Regions from separate parts of the Mus musculus genome. Here region 1 is linked to region 2. A link is a contact called in public promoter capture Hi-C data. All regions are on one chromosome and are shown on one strand. Each heading gives the region's core, a stretch centred on a gene start, on an enhancer-like site or on the middle of the called end of the contact. The rest is flanking DNA. Distances are from core to core; before and after follow the strand shown.

What was found. Promoter capture Hi-C pulls out the DNA fragments that hold promoters and counts their contacts.
Region 1: a contact with region 2 is called in a promoter capture Hi-C map of cranial neural crest. The contact joins the enhancer-like site here to the promoter of Lsp1 in region 2. A contact is called at or near these places in 7 of 39 promoter capture datasets (the C10 cell line, cranial neural crest, frontonasal cranial neural crest and 4 more), 4 of 484 Hi-C or Micro-C datasets (B cells, the G1E-ER4 cell line, the HPC-7 cell line and 1 more), 4 of 115 datasets of contacts at active chromatin or transcription factors (the 230-238 cell line, the HPC-7 cell line, embryonic fibroblasts and 1 more) and 3 of 9 other capture datasets (adipose tissue, liver and pancreatic islet).

Annotation. Positions count from the first base shown.
Region 1 is chr7:142,511,855-142,519,066 of GRCm38.p6, forward strand. Tnnt3 (troponin T3, skeletal, fast) reads left to right here. Exons shown (of 18, transcript NM_001163664.1): 14 at 182-295; 15 at 402-511; 16 at 678-768; 17 at 2,472-2,512; 18 at 3,922-4,155. The coding sequence ends at 3,976. Among named protein-coding and RNA genes, the nearest start is that of Prr33, 8.7 kb to the left of the region's middle. Within about 2 kb of position 4,592, at least 32 of the 459 cell types and tissues checked have an H3K27ac peak or open chromatin away from gene starts, as enhancers often do.
Region 2 is chr7:142,455,994-142,463,291 of GRCm38.p6, forward strand. It overlaps Lsp1 (lymphocyte specific 1), which reads left to right and starts at 4,819. Exons shown (of 11, transcript NM_001136071.2): 1 at 4,819-4,973. The coding sequence starts at 4,906.

The DNA of each region.
Region 1 (7,212 bases), core at 3,342-5,841, 56 kb after region 2:
TATACTGGGGCCCTCTGTTAGGGCCAACAATCAGAGCTACCGGGATAATACTTCTTGCTCTACAGAAACCCTGGAAAAGAGCAGCTTCCTTCCAGGAGGTTCTAAGGCCAGAGCTAGTCTTTGAAGCCTGCTCAAAGGACAGCCCCTAAGGATCTTGGGGTGGGGCGTGGGGTCTCCACAGGAGGAGAAGGCCAGAAGAGAGGAGGAGGATGCCAAGAGGAGAGCTGAAGATGACATGAAGAAGAAAAAGGCTCTGTCCTCCATGGGTGCCAACTACAGCAGCTACCTGGCCAAGGTAAGGGACATACTCAGAACCCTGAAGGATGGCCTTCAAGTGAGGCGGGTGTTTGTCCCATGTACCTTTCTGAGACCGGGCCCTTCATCCCCTCTCCCTTCCCCAGGCTGACCAGAAGAGAGGCAAGAAACAGACAGCCCGGGAAATGAAAAAGAAGATTCTTGCCGAAAGGCGCAAGCCTCTGAACATTGACCATCTTAGCGATGACAAGCTGAGGTGAGGGGGGAGGGGGCTCCCAGATCATGCAGGGCCTTCCCTCCCTCTCCCCTCCCCCTGAGAGAACTGAGTCACAGCTCTCTGTAGTTGCTGGAGGAGGAAGCAAGGTTCTGGGCTCTGCCTTTTTAGCTTCACCCCATCAAACCCCCTCTTTTCCATCTTCCAGGGACAAGGCCAAGGAACTCTGGGATACCTTGTACCAACTGGAGACTGACAAATTCGAGTTTGGGGAGAAGCTGAAACGTCAGAAATATGATGTGAGTCCAGGCATCTCTGGCTTTTGGGCCTGTGGAGTCTTACTCTCTGGGGAAGTAGGGAGGGGGCGTTCAACTCTCTCCCCAGTCATACTCTGGTCATGCCTTTGCCTTGAGACCTGGCTTCACTAAGCCCATCTGGGGCCACTACTGGAGACTGTCCTTCAGGGCGGGTACTTGATCCATCAGCCAGGGCCCTGCATCTGGATTGGCCAGTGCTGTAGCTGGAACTGTTATGTGTCCTCCAACTGCTGAGGTCCTCTTCAGGGAAGGCAAGCATATATCCAGGGTGACTCAGGCATATTCTGAAAGTGAAGAAGAGAGTTCAATACTGTGTCTCTTGGGGGCTGGGAGGAAGGTCAGGGCATACGGAATGAGGTTGCAACCTTCATAGGTATTGAGGGCAAGGTAAGGGGCTGCAGAAATGGGGCAGGCCTTTCCTTGAGGGATGAGGTAGAAGCAAGCTTGTTCTTACACACCATGGATGCGGGGAAGGGCACCTGTCCTGGTGCCTAATGTGCTTAGGGCAAATGCAAATACCTTGGGTTCACTGGCAAATCAGTGCTGTCCTTCCCTCCTGTCCCTCCAATGCCCACTGAGGGGAGAGGTAGGAGCTCATGCATGAGCATCTTCCACAGCCATCAAGATAGACAAGAGGTTGGCTCCTTCTTCCAACCTCTGGGAAGATGAGCTAAAACCTTCTTGCAACCTCTGGGTAGATGACATAGATCTTAGTTGCTCAACTTTGAAGAGCCTTGGTTTCCACACCTCCATCACTGGCCATCCCTAGAAAGAGATTCATCCATCAGCCTCAAGGCTACACCAGAAGCTAGTTCAAAGAAGGCTCCACCAAACAGATGCCAGGCTACTCTTTCTAGCAACAGGAGTTGGGTCAGGAACCTATAACTTCCAGATACACTCTGCCCATATCTGGTCTCCTGGGTTCAAAGAGTCTGCCTGTTCATCAGAAGACTGGTACAATACACATCAGGGCCTTGAAGCTTCAGCTGCCCACCCAACCTGGTAACCATGTTGATTTTTCTAGATCATGACTGTCCGGGCCAGAGTGGAGATGCTGGCCAAGTTGTGAGTAGGCAGAGCCTGCTATAGGCCAGGCTTGTGGGTGTGCAATGCTCAGCTAGTGTCTCGCATGGCAAAGACTTGGGTTATTGAGGACACTGGTGGCAAAGGGCCTTTCCCTCCTGCCCCAGCTCCTCCCTCCTGACTTCTGCTGGTGGTTATGAGGCTGTCCTGATGCCCTTGTTGGCAGATGAGAAATGAAGGCCCTTGCCTTCCCAGAGCCTCTGGACCACCAAGTCAGGAGTGGGCTCTATGGACCAAGGAAGGTCAGGATCAGGAGTCAGTGGTGGAACTTAGAGAGGTCTAAAGGCCTTACTTCCACCCTGTCCCTTGTGCCTGCCTGCATCCTGCCGTAGCCACAAGGTAAGTGGACAGCTGGGAGCTGCTGTGTGTGGTAGTTAGAGGGAGGAAGTCAAGACACAGCCCAAGGACAAAGAACAGTGTCCTCCCACAAAGGAGCCAGAAGACAGTAAGGAAAATGGTACAGGAGGCTGTGTCCCTGCAAGTGAGGATACAGTGGAGATGCCACAGTTGGCCTGCCCTGTGGTGAAGACATGTGTCCCCTGGCCAGTGCCCGGCTGGGCTTCCCAGATCTCTGTCACAGTAAGTCACATGTGTTGTTACAGATCACCACCCTCAGGAGCCGCATTGACCAAGCCCAGAAGCAGTAAGTAGCCCAGCCCATTCTTGCTCTATGCTGGGCCTAGAGTCCCCAGGGCTAGCCACCTGCAACCCTACGTAGGACCTAGGCATGTTAGCCAGTTCCTGAACGAGGGTTCCTGGTAGCTGACCCTAAGCAGAGCAATAACAAGACTAACTGAGCCCTGGAACCCCCTGGCTCCTTTCTCTCCTGCATGTAGGAGGTGCCAGGTGGGGAGGTAATACATTCTCCCTCTATGATGTGCTAACCAGCAGTGAGCCTGTAACAGGGGGTGGTAATGAATATCTGCAATCTCAATGCCTCTCCAGAGTTGGAAGCAGGATTAAGGCCAGCCTGGGCTACATGAAGCCCTATCTCAATTAACAACAACAAGAGGTGGTGTGAGGGTATAGCTCAGTAGGTAGAATGCTTGTCCAGCAGGCACAGGTCCTTAGTTGGATCTCCATACCTTAGCTGGGGCACAGCCATAAACCCAGAACTTTGTGAGGAGGCAGAGGCAGGAAGATCAGAAGTTCAAGATAGAATGTGGAGTAAATTTCAAGGCCAGTTTGGGACAGAGATGATGGGAGGAGAAAAGGAGGCTTGTGGAGAATGGATGAATGAATAAATGAACTGATGCCTCAGGAGGGTAACCGCTCCACACAAGGAATCAGATCCACAGGACTCCAGGACCTGTTGCAACAGTGACCCCCTTGCCGGGTTCTTAGTTTGGTAAAATGCTAGGCGTCTGATGCTAACCATGGACATGGGGTTGTCACATTTCAAGAACAAAATCAAGTGGAGCTGCTTAGACTTCCCATTTCTTGGGGTTTTTCTCTGTCCTTACATACTACAGGAAGGGGCTATGGGCTCACATCTCATGATGGGCTGGTTTGATGAAATGCCATGTGTCCATGGGTGTATGCATGTGTCAGGGTGCTCAGGAAGGCCTGTGAGGCTACATCACCAGCCCAAGATCCCACTGGGGTAGCTCCAGAGCTCATGTACTTTCATCCTCCTGCCAGCCCAGAGCCTTGAACAGCACTTATCCTGCTTCCAGCTTGCTAGGGTACAGAGAGCCTCAGAGAATGAGGTCCCTAAGTCCTGGAACTGGCTATCCTTAGCTGCCATCCTGAAAATCACAGGCTTTTCAAAAACACTATTTTTCAAAGCTAGCATATGGCATGGGTCTGCCTGCAATAGTCCCCCTGGCCAAAGCAGGGGAACAGAAGGTGAGCCTAGGTAACCAGCTAACACTCTCCTAACCACACTAGTGCCCAGGCCTTGTCAGGCCTCCTGCAGGTGAGTCAGCTCAGGCTGGAACAAGGTGTGTGCACTCGAAGTGGGGGCGACAGCCTGGGGAGTCAGGAGCTAACGGTCTCCTGTAGCTGGCTGGACCCTCTGAGCCTTCAGTACATTTTGCTTTCCATTTGCAGCAGCAAGAAGGCCGGTGCCACAGCCAAGGGCAAAGTCGGTGGGCGCTGGAAGTAAAAGAGCAGAGAGGTGCACTGCAGCAGAGACCATCAACCCTGACTCCTGCCAGGGCCCCTTATTCCAGCTCTGCACTCTCCAGCCTTCACGCCCAGGCATCTTTGGGAACTCAGGACCCACCCTGCTGCAATGCCCTCACCTTCTGGGGTCTAGGAATAAAGTTATCAGACTCCCCTCTACTGTTTATGTGTTGTGTTATCATGCATAAAGGACCTAGGGAAGCTGGAAGTGTTGCAGGACAGGGAGCATCATGGGAGCATACTTCAGAACAGCCCTGGAAAACTCAGGGTATCTTACTGCTGTTAGCAACTAGGGCTCAACTGCACACGGTACTGCACCCCAATGTACCTCCAGGACTTGGTCTGTAGCTGTTCTTATCAGAGGTTTTTTTATTCCTAGATTCTCTTTGTCCCCAGAACCAGAGGGAGAGCCCTCCGTGTTAGAAAGCTGCCTGGACAGCCCCCCCCCCCAACCACTGTTTAAAGAAGAAACAGCCCAGCCTCGGGAGGGCTAGGGAGGAAGGCTGGCTGCCTGGAGACGTTGCAGACACCCCGAAAGGGGGGAGGCGAGGGGGGCTCCGGCGAGCACATCAAGGGGGGAGAGGAATGCAGGAAAGCACGTTTCCCACGAGGGAGCAAGCTCGGCAAACAGCGTTCTCCTATATTACAGGGAACACAGAACACAACTGTACAATAAATTTGAAAGTCCTGACCAAATAGAATTATGGAAAATATAAATCACAGAAATTGGATCAAGACGCGGAGCCCTGCACAGCGAGGTATTCATAGAGGAAGGGGCTTGTGCACAGACACCTCCAGGAAGACTGGGGAGGCAGGGCAGCCGCAGCCAGTGCCCTGAATGAAAGACAGGGAGTGTAGTCAGCCCTCACCAGGCCCCTGAGGGCAGCATACAACCTCCAGAGAGCACATGTAACTCATCTGTACATGTACCCCATGAGACAGCAGTGTGGCCCTATCTGTGCATGTACCCCAACACATACAGTAGTACAGACTCCATCTGAATGTGTACCCCAACATAGGGTGGTGTAAACCCCATCTGGGTGTGCACCCCAATACACATTGCTCTAGTTCCCGTGGGAAACACACACATGCGCACGCGCACACCACGCACGGGGCTGTAAATATACTGTATGGTTATGCATCCAGCATGTGCACACCATTAAAGAAAAAAATTGTTTACTGACCCTGGTTGTAGCCCAATGGGGAAGATTCTATGAACATCAAACCAACTTTAGGGCCAGCAGCACACCTTGCAGTGGAGATGGGTTCAGCCAATCTGTCATGGGCAGGGAACATAGAACCAAAGGGCAAGAATGGACAGTGATTGAGACACCAGGGTAGAGGTCTCTGGCTAAGTAGACCTCACATGATGCTGCTGAAGGAAGGCTAGGGGATTAGACATGGCTTGGGTGATAGTCTCAATATGCTAAGTGAGAAACATAGACAAGCATGTTTGTGTCTTTCCACAATGTCAGAATGTATTGATTAATAGCAGTATGTTCACAAGGTAAGACCATTTCAATGGCAGCATTTGCCAGATAATCCTGCTTTCTTTGATAGCCTGGCCGAGGCAAACACAGGTTCTCTCATTCCAATCTTAATTACTAATATTGACTCTCAGATCACACACCACACAGTAAATATATCTATCTATAGCTCTATCTATATATGTATGTTACATAATGGCTACAAAGGTTTAAAGAGGCAGGAAGTTTCAAAGAGTCCTGAGAAGCCAAAACTGGGAAGTTGCTAGGGCTATAAGAGTCTCCATATTGATAAGATAACGAGCAGGATGGAGCTAAAGCAGAGGCTGGAGAGGCTGGAGTGGTTTCTGTAGCATCGGGCCTGCAGTAGGGTCAGAGCTGAGCAGTAGGAGTGAGGTGAAGTGAAGGGCAGGGCTGGGTCTAGATGAGCCAATGGGTAGATAGATGATGGATAGCAGGTCCAGACAAAGGAACGGGGGGGGGGGGTAGCAATTGAATAAGCTATCTACAGTGGGCACCAAACTGAGCAGAAGCTCCTCTCCCTGTCAGTTCTACACACACACACAAACACACACACACACACACACACACACACACACACACACACACACCACGCGCACACTGGGTAGGTGGTTGGATGACATTTCCATCCATCCCTGTTCTAGGTCTCTACCTCTTTAGGAAGTTTGGGTGAGGGATGTCCACCTTTTTCTTGGTCTGTGAATTCTTGGGTCTGGCTTCTCTGGTATAAATTTAATATGGCTGTGTGCCCCTACCGTTTCAATTCAGTCCAATACATTTTTAGGGTGACACCCTTCCTATTCTCAAGTGTTATTTATCCATCTGTGTGTCCTGTGTTGTGCCAGGCAGATGGTATCATTCCTGTATCCACCAAGGCACTCAGCCACCCTCATCTTCTAAATGGAGTCCAAAACTACATATAAAATGCAATCTCTCAGGGCAACACACAGCCTAATCTCTTTAGAAAAACAAAACCAAGCTGGGCGTGGTGGCACATGCCTTTGATCCCAGCACTTTAGAGGCAGAGGCAGGCTAATCTCTGTAAAAGTGAGTTCCAGGATAGCCAGGGCTACATAGAGATCCTGTCTTGAGAAAAAAACCACAGAGGGTTGGAGAGATGGCTAGGTGGTTAAGAGCACTGACTGCTCTTCCGAAGGTCCTGAGTTCAAATCCCAGCAACCACATGGTGGCCCACAACTATCCGTAATGGGATCTGATACCCTCTTCTGGTGTGTCTGAAGACAGCTACAATATACTCACATAAAATAAATAAATAAATAAATAAATAAAAATTAAAACCTATTTTAAATGTGCATAATACAGAGTAACATATGGCAGGACACAAATCTGATCTCAACCAGTAGGAAGCACTCTAAAAACACATGAGGGTACTCAGGTGTCAGGAGAGGGACTTGCTGACCTGACTTAGTAGTGACACTTCTTTATTTTTGTTTTTTAAAAATTTTTACTTGTTTATTTTATATGTGTGAGTACACTGTCACTATCTTCAGACACACCAGAAGAGGGCATCAGATCCCATTACAGATGGTTGTGAGCCACCATGTAGTTGCTGGGACTTGAACTCAGGACCTCTGGAACAGTAGTTAGTGCTCTTAACCACTGGGATATCTCTCCAGCCCCAATGTTCCTTCTTTTGTACAAGGAAGCTCAGGGACAGGACAGCAGGCAGGGGACAAAGGAGATTGGGTAA
Region 2 (7,298 bases), core at 3,569-6,068:
ACTGTATAAAGGGGTGACCCTGAAATGTGGGAGGGTTAGAAACCAGGGCTCAGGAGTGCTGCAGCCAATGAGAGCCTCTCTGCTCTCCTATTTGGAAGAGACCTTCATGAGGACACCTAGAACCCAGGTTTCTATGTCCTCTGAGAAGCAGGAGGGACAGACAAGTAGTCTATTGAGAATGGGGAGGGGAGTGAGGGGAGGAAAGAGTGAGTGTGCAAGACTCTAAGGCGCCCTATAGGGCCCTTTAGGTTCCAGAGCATCATCGTGTAACCTGTGGGAAGATAGGGAAGCTTCCTGTCCTGTAGGCCTTTGAGGGTCTGGGCCTGTCTGACAGACACACAGGATGTCAGCACTGAGTGTTCTGTAGATGGTGACTAAACCATTATATACAGCCGTGGCCCAATACCTGACAGACATAATTTAAGGAATGAACAATTTATGTTGGCGCTTGGTTGGAGGAACATTTCAGTTCATCACAGCAGGAAGGACAGGGTAGAGAGGCTCCTTCCTGGACAGTGAGAACACGTGGTAGACATTCCTCACATGGAGGCTGCCCTGAGCACACTATATCAGAAACAAAGAGTTTGTGTTTTTAAACAATGTTAGAATGTATTAATTAACAATACAGGTTTAGTGGTTTCAATGACCGCAACTTGCCCCCTTGTAGCCTGGCTGAAACAAATGCAGGTTCTTGCTTTCCAATCTTAATTGCTAATATTAACCCTCTGATCCCACAGAGCACACAATAAATGAATCTGTATCCATAGTGCCGTATGCAGTTTGCAGAAGGAATGCAAGTCCCAGGCTCCTGCAGAGTTCAAGAGGTTCCACAAGCAGGCTGAGAGAGAGGGTCTGTATTGATAAGATAACAAACCAAACCAGTGCTGGGTGAGCAGCTGCTACAATCAATGTGTGAGAGTGAAGCTGTTGAGTCTGGGTGCCAGGTGAAAGATCCAAAGGGAACTAGGGTTCAGGTCCCGGGGGATGAAAGTAGACTGGCAGGCAGTCAAGGAGGACATATCAACAGAGGGGACCGAGCTCAGATGATGCTCCTGAGGCATGCCGGGGATTGCTCTGCCTGTCAGTCCTTGACACCAGGTATCAGATGATATGTTGGTGTGGCCCATGCCATCACAGTGGTAGGTGACCATCAGTTTGTGGGGGGCAAGTAAGAAAGTGACACCCTTCCTTTGGTGTCTGGTATCTGATAAGTTCTTGGGTCTGGTTTCTATGATTTTTAATACACTCACATGCCCATACAGTTTCAATTCACACACACACACACACACACACACACACACACACACACACTTATGGTGTGACTCCCTTTCTGTTCCCAGGAAATATTTATTTATCAGTCTGTACTGGCTAGGGAGTGCCTGACAGATGGTGCAGTTCTGAGTCCCACCAGGGGTTGCAGTCTTTCTTCTCCATCAAAATGGAGTCAAAGCAAAGCTGTTTGTGAAATGGTGTCTCCCAAAGCAATGTCACAGCCTCAAAAAACACTGTTTTATACTGTTTTATACTATATGGAGTCCCTTAGAGTAGGGCACAGCCTGACCTCAGCAGAGTCTCACTAGAAAGTAAAGAAAACAACCCAGAAACAAAAGCAGGGGGACCCCGGGAAGTTCTGTCCTTGCTGACCTACTTCTGCCAGAGCCTGCCCCTCCTCCCAAAAGCTTCAAAGTGAGTGTGTGCAGCCTGCACAAATAGTCTTTAAAATTAGCACCACGACAGGCTGGGGATACAGCTGAGAGATAGATCGCTTTCCTGGCTTGTGCAAGGCTCTGGGTTTTATTCCAGCAATACACACACACACACACACACACACACACATACACACACACACACACACACACAATGTCACAAGCTAGGGACTTATCATTCAAAACATGAGCCTGTGAGAAACACTTCAGATCTAAACCTTATGAACAATGGACATATTTTTCTCATTCTGGAGACAGAAGACTAGACAGATAGATTAGGCACTAAGGGGTTAAGTGGGGTCTCTCTCTCTCTCTCTCTCTCTCTCTCTCTCTCTCTCTCTAGTGGTGTGTGTGTGTGTGGTGTGGGGTGTGTGTGTGTGTGTGTGTGTGTGTGTGTGTGTGTGAGCGAGCCTAAATTTCCTCTTTTTGTAAGGACACCAATCATCTTGGAGCAGGCCCTTCCCCTCAATGACCTCATCCTAACTGGTTACATCTGCAACGAGAGGCAATTTCCAAATAAGGCCACATTCTGAAGTCCTGAGGTTTAAGGCTTCAACATATGCATCTTGGAATATGCAATCCAATCCTTAATGGGAGGGCTCAGCCTCTGCATCAGTCTGGGAAGATGGAGACAGGCCAGGAATGCAGGGGCACCCTCTTTGATGGCTGGGGTCTGCATGAAACTCAGAAAAGGTAAAAATCTCCCATTTCAAATGGGACTAAAATAATGAATGAGGCAGCTCACATAGCACCCACATGTCCCAGGGATCTTAATGTGCTTTCTGCTGCTACAAAGTATCCCTGAGGCAGAGTGACTTATAAACAACAAAGACATGCTTACATATCTGGAGGCTGGACATACAGGAACATGGGGTGACTCCTGGTGAGGCCTTCTTAATGCCCACCAAGTGGCAAAACAACCCATTAGGAAGGGCTCATATAAACACACACACACACACACACACACACACACACACACACACACACCACACACACCACACACACACACACACACACACACACACACACACACACACACACACGCATCTCTGCTGGTAGGGTCGAAATTTCTGTTTGGAAAATGTTAGCTGCTGTTAGATCAGAGGCCTGAAAATTAGGAAGTCAGTCCAACCTATAGGTGGCCAATGGCCTCTGCCTGCCTGTCCTTTAGCCATAAAAACCAACCAGCAGGCCAAAGGGAGGTCATATAGCAGTGTCTGGAATTCCCAGATAATTCTGCTGTGTATGTGCCAGGGCATGTGTATGGAGATCAGAGGACAACTTGTAGGAATTGGTTCTCTCCTTTCACCGTGTGGGTCCGATGGATTGAACTCAGATCATCAAGCTTGGTCTCAAACACCTTTGCCTCCTGAGCCATCTTGCCACCCTACGATTTACTTTTACAGGAAAGTCACTCCTGTGATATGACCTGGGTGTAAGACCCATCTCCTCTCAGGAGTCCTGCCTTCCACACTGCTACTCTTGGGGCTGACTTTATAAACACTTCAGCTTTGAGAGAACCAGACTGGGGTTTTCCCCTTGGGCAGAGCTGGCTCTGCAGGCTTGAAGGGTCTGTGCTATTAGGGTCTGAATTTCCATCTGAAAGATGTTAGCTGCTGGATTTGAGGTCCTGAAAACTATGAAACCAATCCAGTCTGTAGGTAGCCAATGGTCTCCACCTCTCCATCCCCCAGCCCTAAGGACAAACAGGCCACAGAAAGTTCATAGATTAGTGGCTGGAATGCACCGATAAGGTGCCTGGATGGCGAGGCCCTGTGACAGACATAGGAACCAGTGAAAACCTCTTAAGAGGTGTCAGGACAGAAGTGGCATAACTCTGTCACCTGCCAAATGCATTCCCAGCCACTTATCAACAGAGCACTTAGGAGGGTCCCAAGGAAGCAAAGTGCAAAAGGAGAGAGAGAGGAGGCTGAAGAAAAAGCAGGCAGGTGTCCTGCCCAGTCTGCTGAACAATACTCACTCTTCCTGTTGCCCCCTCCTCAGGACTGGGATAGAGTAAGCAAGGCTTTGCCTCCACTGGACCATGTGGATAAGAAAGGGCTCCCTGCAGTCAGGCAGGCTTGCAAACACAGGTCTACCTCTAGATGATACTCTACAGCTTCTACTAAGTTTCCCAACACCCTAAGGCTCTCTTGCCTTTCTGCACTTCTCCTGTAAGACCTCATAGTGAGATTTCCGAGGTCACTCATTGCCCAGTGCTGGGAAATAGGGCACTGGCTCCTTTCTTTCTATCTCTTGGGTCAGCAAGCTTCAAAGAGAGAGTCTCTACCATGTTGTGGCTGCCTCAACTTGGCCCAGTGACACTTTAGCCCAAGTCCCGGGACTTTGGGATCTGGCTATCACATTCCCCATCATTCCTTTATAGTCCCTTTGGTTCCCTCCCAAAAGCCTCAGTCCTTCCTCTGGTGCTGCCTCTCAGGAGAACCCATGACCCACCCCAGCATAGCTGGGAACATCAACCGACTCTTCGACTGGTTCCAAATGCCCAGAGCACAGAGGCAGGATTAGAGAGAGCTGATGGAGCAGGGAGACAAGAGCGTCCAGCAGCTAGGAATGGAGACAGATAGAGACAAGCTCTAGAACCACAGACTAGGGGAGCACCACATGTGGGACCCTGGACATGGCTGGGGAGCAAAGGCTAACTAAGAGTGTCCAAGGCCATGACCTTGAAGCATCAAGAACTAGTTCCACCATGTTCATTGAGCACACTTGGAAGCACAGAAGATTTCCATGCAAAGCAATTGAAAGCAGTCCACGGACACTAAAGGGACCATGAATTCTGGACATTGTGGGAGACATAGCTACTCTCAGGTCTATGGACCAGAGTTGCAAGGAGTAGCCTTACTCACCTCTACCCTCAGCCCTTTTCTGTCATTCCAGGAGGCTATAGCTTGCTTGCTCAACACTTCCTGATGAGTGGTTTGGGTTTAGTTGGTTTTTGGTTTTTTGTTTTTTTGTTTTGTTTTGTTTTGTTTTAACTCTTCTTCTGTTGCAGCAACATAGGAAAAAAAAAAAAAAAACCCAAGCCCCATAGGTTTCAAACCTCAACCTGCTACAGGAAGGAGGAAGTGAAACCTGGGGCGGGAAGGGTGGGGGGCTGAGGCTCTAGGCCACCGCCCATCTACAGAGAAACACCAGGAGCCATAACAAGTGCACCCACACCGAAGACACCAGGCCCATGGCGGAGGCTGCCATCGATCCCAGATGCGAGGAACAGGAAGAGCTCCATGCAGAAGACAGCGAAGGGTGAGTTCCACTATGGGCAGTTTGCTTTGTGCCAAGTGCTGAGTAGGCAGAATCTCAGATAGGACTTAGATAGCCTTCAGAAACCCTCTCTTACCAGAGAGGTGTGTATCTCCTCTATCTCCCTCTGCAGCTTGGCCTAACTGGGAAAGGCTATCTTCCTGGCTAGGGTTCATAGCCAGAATAGAGAAGATGGATGCTTGGTGTGGAAGGGACTGGGAGTGGCTGGATATGGCCTGAACAGCAGGAGAGAGCAGTAGCTGTGTTGGGAGAAACTAGGCCTAGGAATCCTGACCTCATGCACCTATAGGCTTGTCTGAGGGGTCTGGCCTGCCTTAAGATACTGAGAGGTGACCAGGCCTCAGGGGTTCCCAAAGCTGCTATGTGAGGATAGAGAAGGTCAATGGTGTCTTATGGACCAGGCACTGTTGTTAAGTACAGTGGGTATGGGAATGAACATTGGCAAAGGTAAAGGGGGCCACTGCCCTGCAACAGACAGGGCTGGGCAGAGGCCTTTAGGCTGTCAGCTGCTTAAGGGCATCTGCAATTTAAAGGGATGTGAAGGGTGTTCCCTGTCTTTCCTGTGTTGGGTCATAAGGTGGGGGTGGGGGTAATGAGAAGGGAAGCTGTTAGTGGGTAGACATGGAGACCAAGCCAGGCCATTGGTGCCTGCCCTGCCCTGTCCCAGGAACAGGTCTCAGAAGAGGGTGTCAGGTCTTGGGGACAGGTCAGAGGCTAGCAGCCTCATGGGAGCAGGATGTGGGGGCTGCGGTCCAGGTGTGTAAGAGGAAGGGGAAGAAAGAGGTAAAACATAAAATTGCTACCGGAGCTGCCAGGCTGCCAGGGAGAGTGTGACTCTTAGGGTTCAGCCACAGGCTCAAGGAGATAAGGCCCACCTTAGCAGGGGTTGCAGGGTCTCTGCAGTTCGCAAGCCGGACGCCAGATCTTGGGCAGGAACAGCAATTCCTCAATCCTTATCAATGATAATGGGAAGAAACCTCACTTTGAGGGGTGCATGTTGGGGGGTCTCCACACTATTGCTTTGCATTTGGACCCTGGTTAGAAAGTTGTCCAAGGAACCCTCAGGCTAGGAAAGGAGTCTGAGGCTAAGCAGAGACTGGCCTGGTCTGGGTCAGCACCCTTGTGCCAGCCTTGGGATTCCAGGGCCATGTTGTTCCCAGAAAGGCTCTATGAAGTCTGTCTCCTGGGAAGGGGGACATGCATCGTGACATCCCAAGAAGGGCTCCAAGGACACTCTGCCCAGGCTGGATGAGGACACAAGCTGCGGGGTGTGTGGAACAGGGTGATCAGTCAACAGCTGTGACCCTGTTCAGAAATGACTGCACGTCAGTGCCCCTGCCACCTTGTGCCCATAGAAGGGCAGCTTCAAGCAGCCAAGCCAGCCCCACCCTCCTCCTAGGCCCTTCCTCAGCCCCCTCTCTCAGCTGTCTCAAATGCCGAGGTCTAAGCAGCACAGTGAAGGGTGCCCACAGCTCTGGCGGTCCCAGCCGATCCCTAGTCATCTTGCTGTAGGACCGGAGCTGGGCTGCACCTGTGCCTGTCAGTCAGGAACTCCTGTTCCACAATCCTACAGCCTTAAAGGGGCCTGGGAGCCCCTTAAAGACCTCCTCCCCAAAATGGAGGAAGAAAGAACAAAGTGCACCACCGACCTTTCAAAATGAAACTGAGACCCTGGAGGAGGAGATACTGTGCCTGCTGTACAGGGTGACTCACAGACCAGGGATTCTCCTGTTTGAAGTGGTAAAGTCCCCAGTGCCCAGAAGGGGTTATTTGGTCTAAGAAGTTCCCATTCAGGAAGCCCCAGAAGCCCAGAGCTGAACAGGGTCAGTTTGGGCTGGATCAGATCAGGGGGAATCCCCATGCTGTGCTGTCCACAGTAGAGCAGGTGCATCAGGCAGAAGCCAGGCTCTTCCTTCATACCTGCCCTGGTATACCAGGGTAAGCATGGCAGGACACATGCACGCCAAGTCCAAGGCAGTCAAACCCCTCCCACAGAGCCTCAGAAGGCAGGAAGGCTGCTTGCTGTGTACCACTCCCGAGTTCCCCACACCACTGATGCAAGCCTGCCGCTCTTCCTCTGCTAGGGTGCTGTCTCCCGGCCTGACTACCCAACAGTAGCTTATTCCTGTCCCTTGGGAGCAGTGTGTGGCATCTCCATAGGACTGCAAGTGACTTGCTGATACTGCTGGGTGACACCTAGGGAATGTCTTGCCCTAAGACCAAACTTGAACACCCTTACATCTCTACTGTGTGGTGCCTTAGAAGCTACAAGGCAGTCATGTAGCTCACAGAGAGGCTCAGCATGCC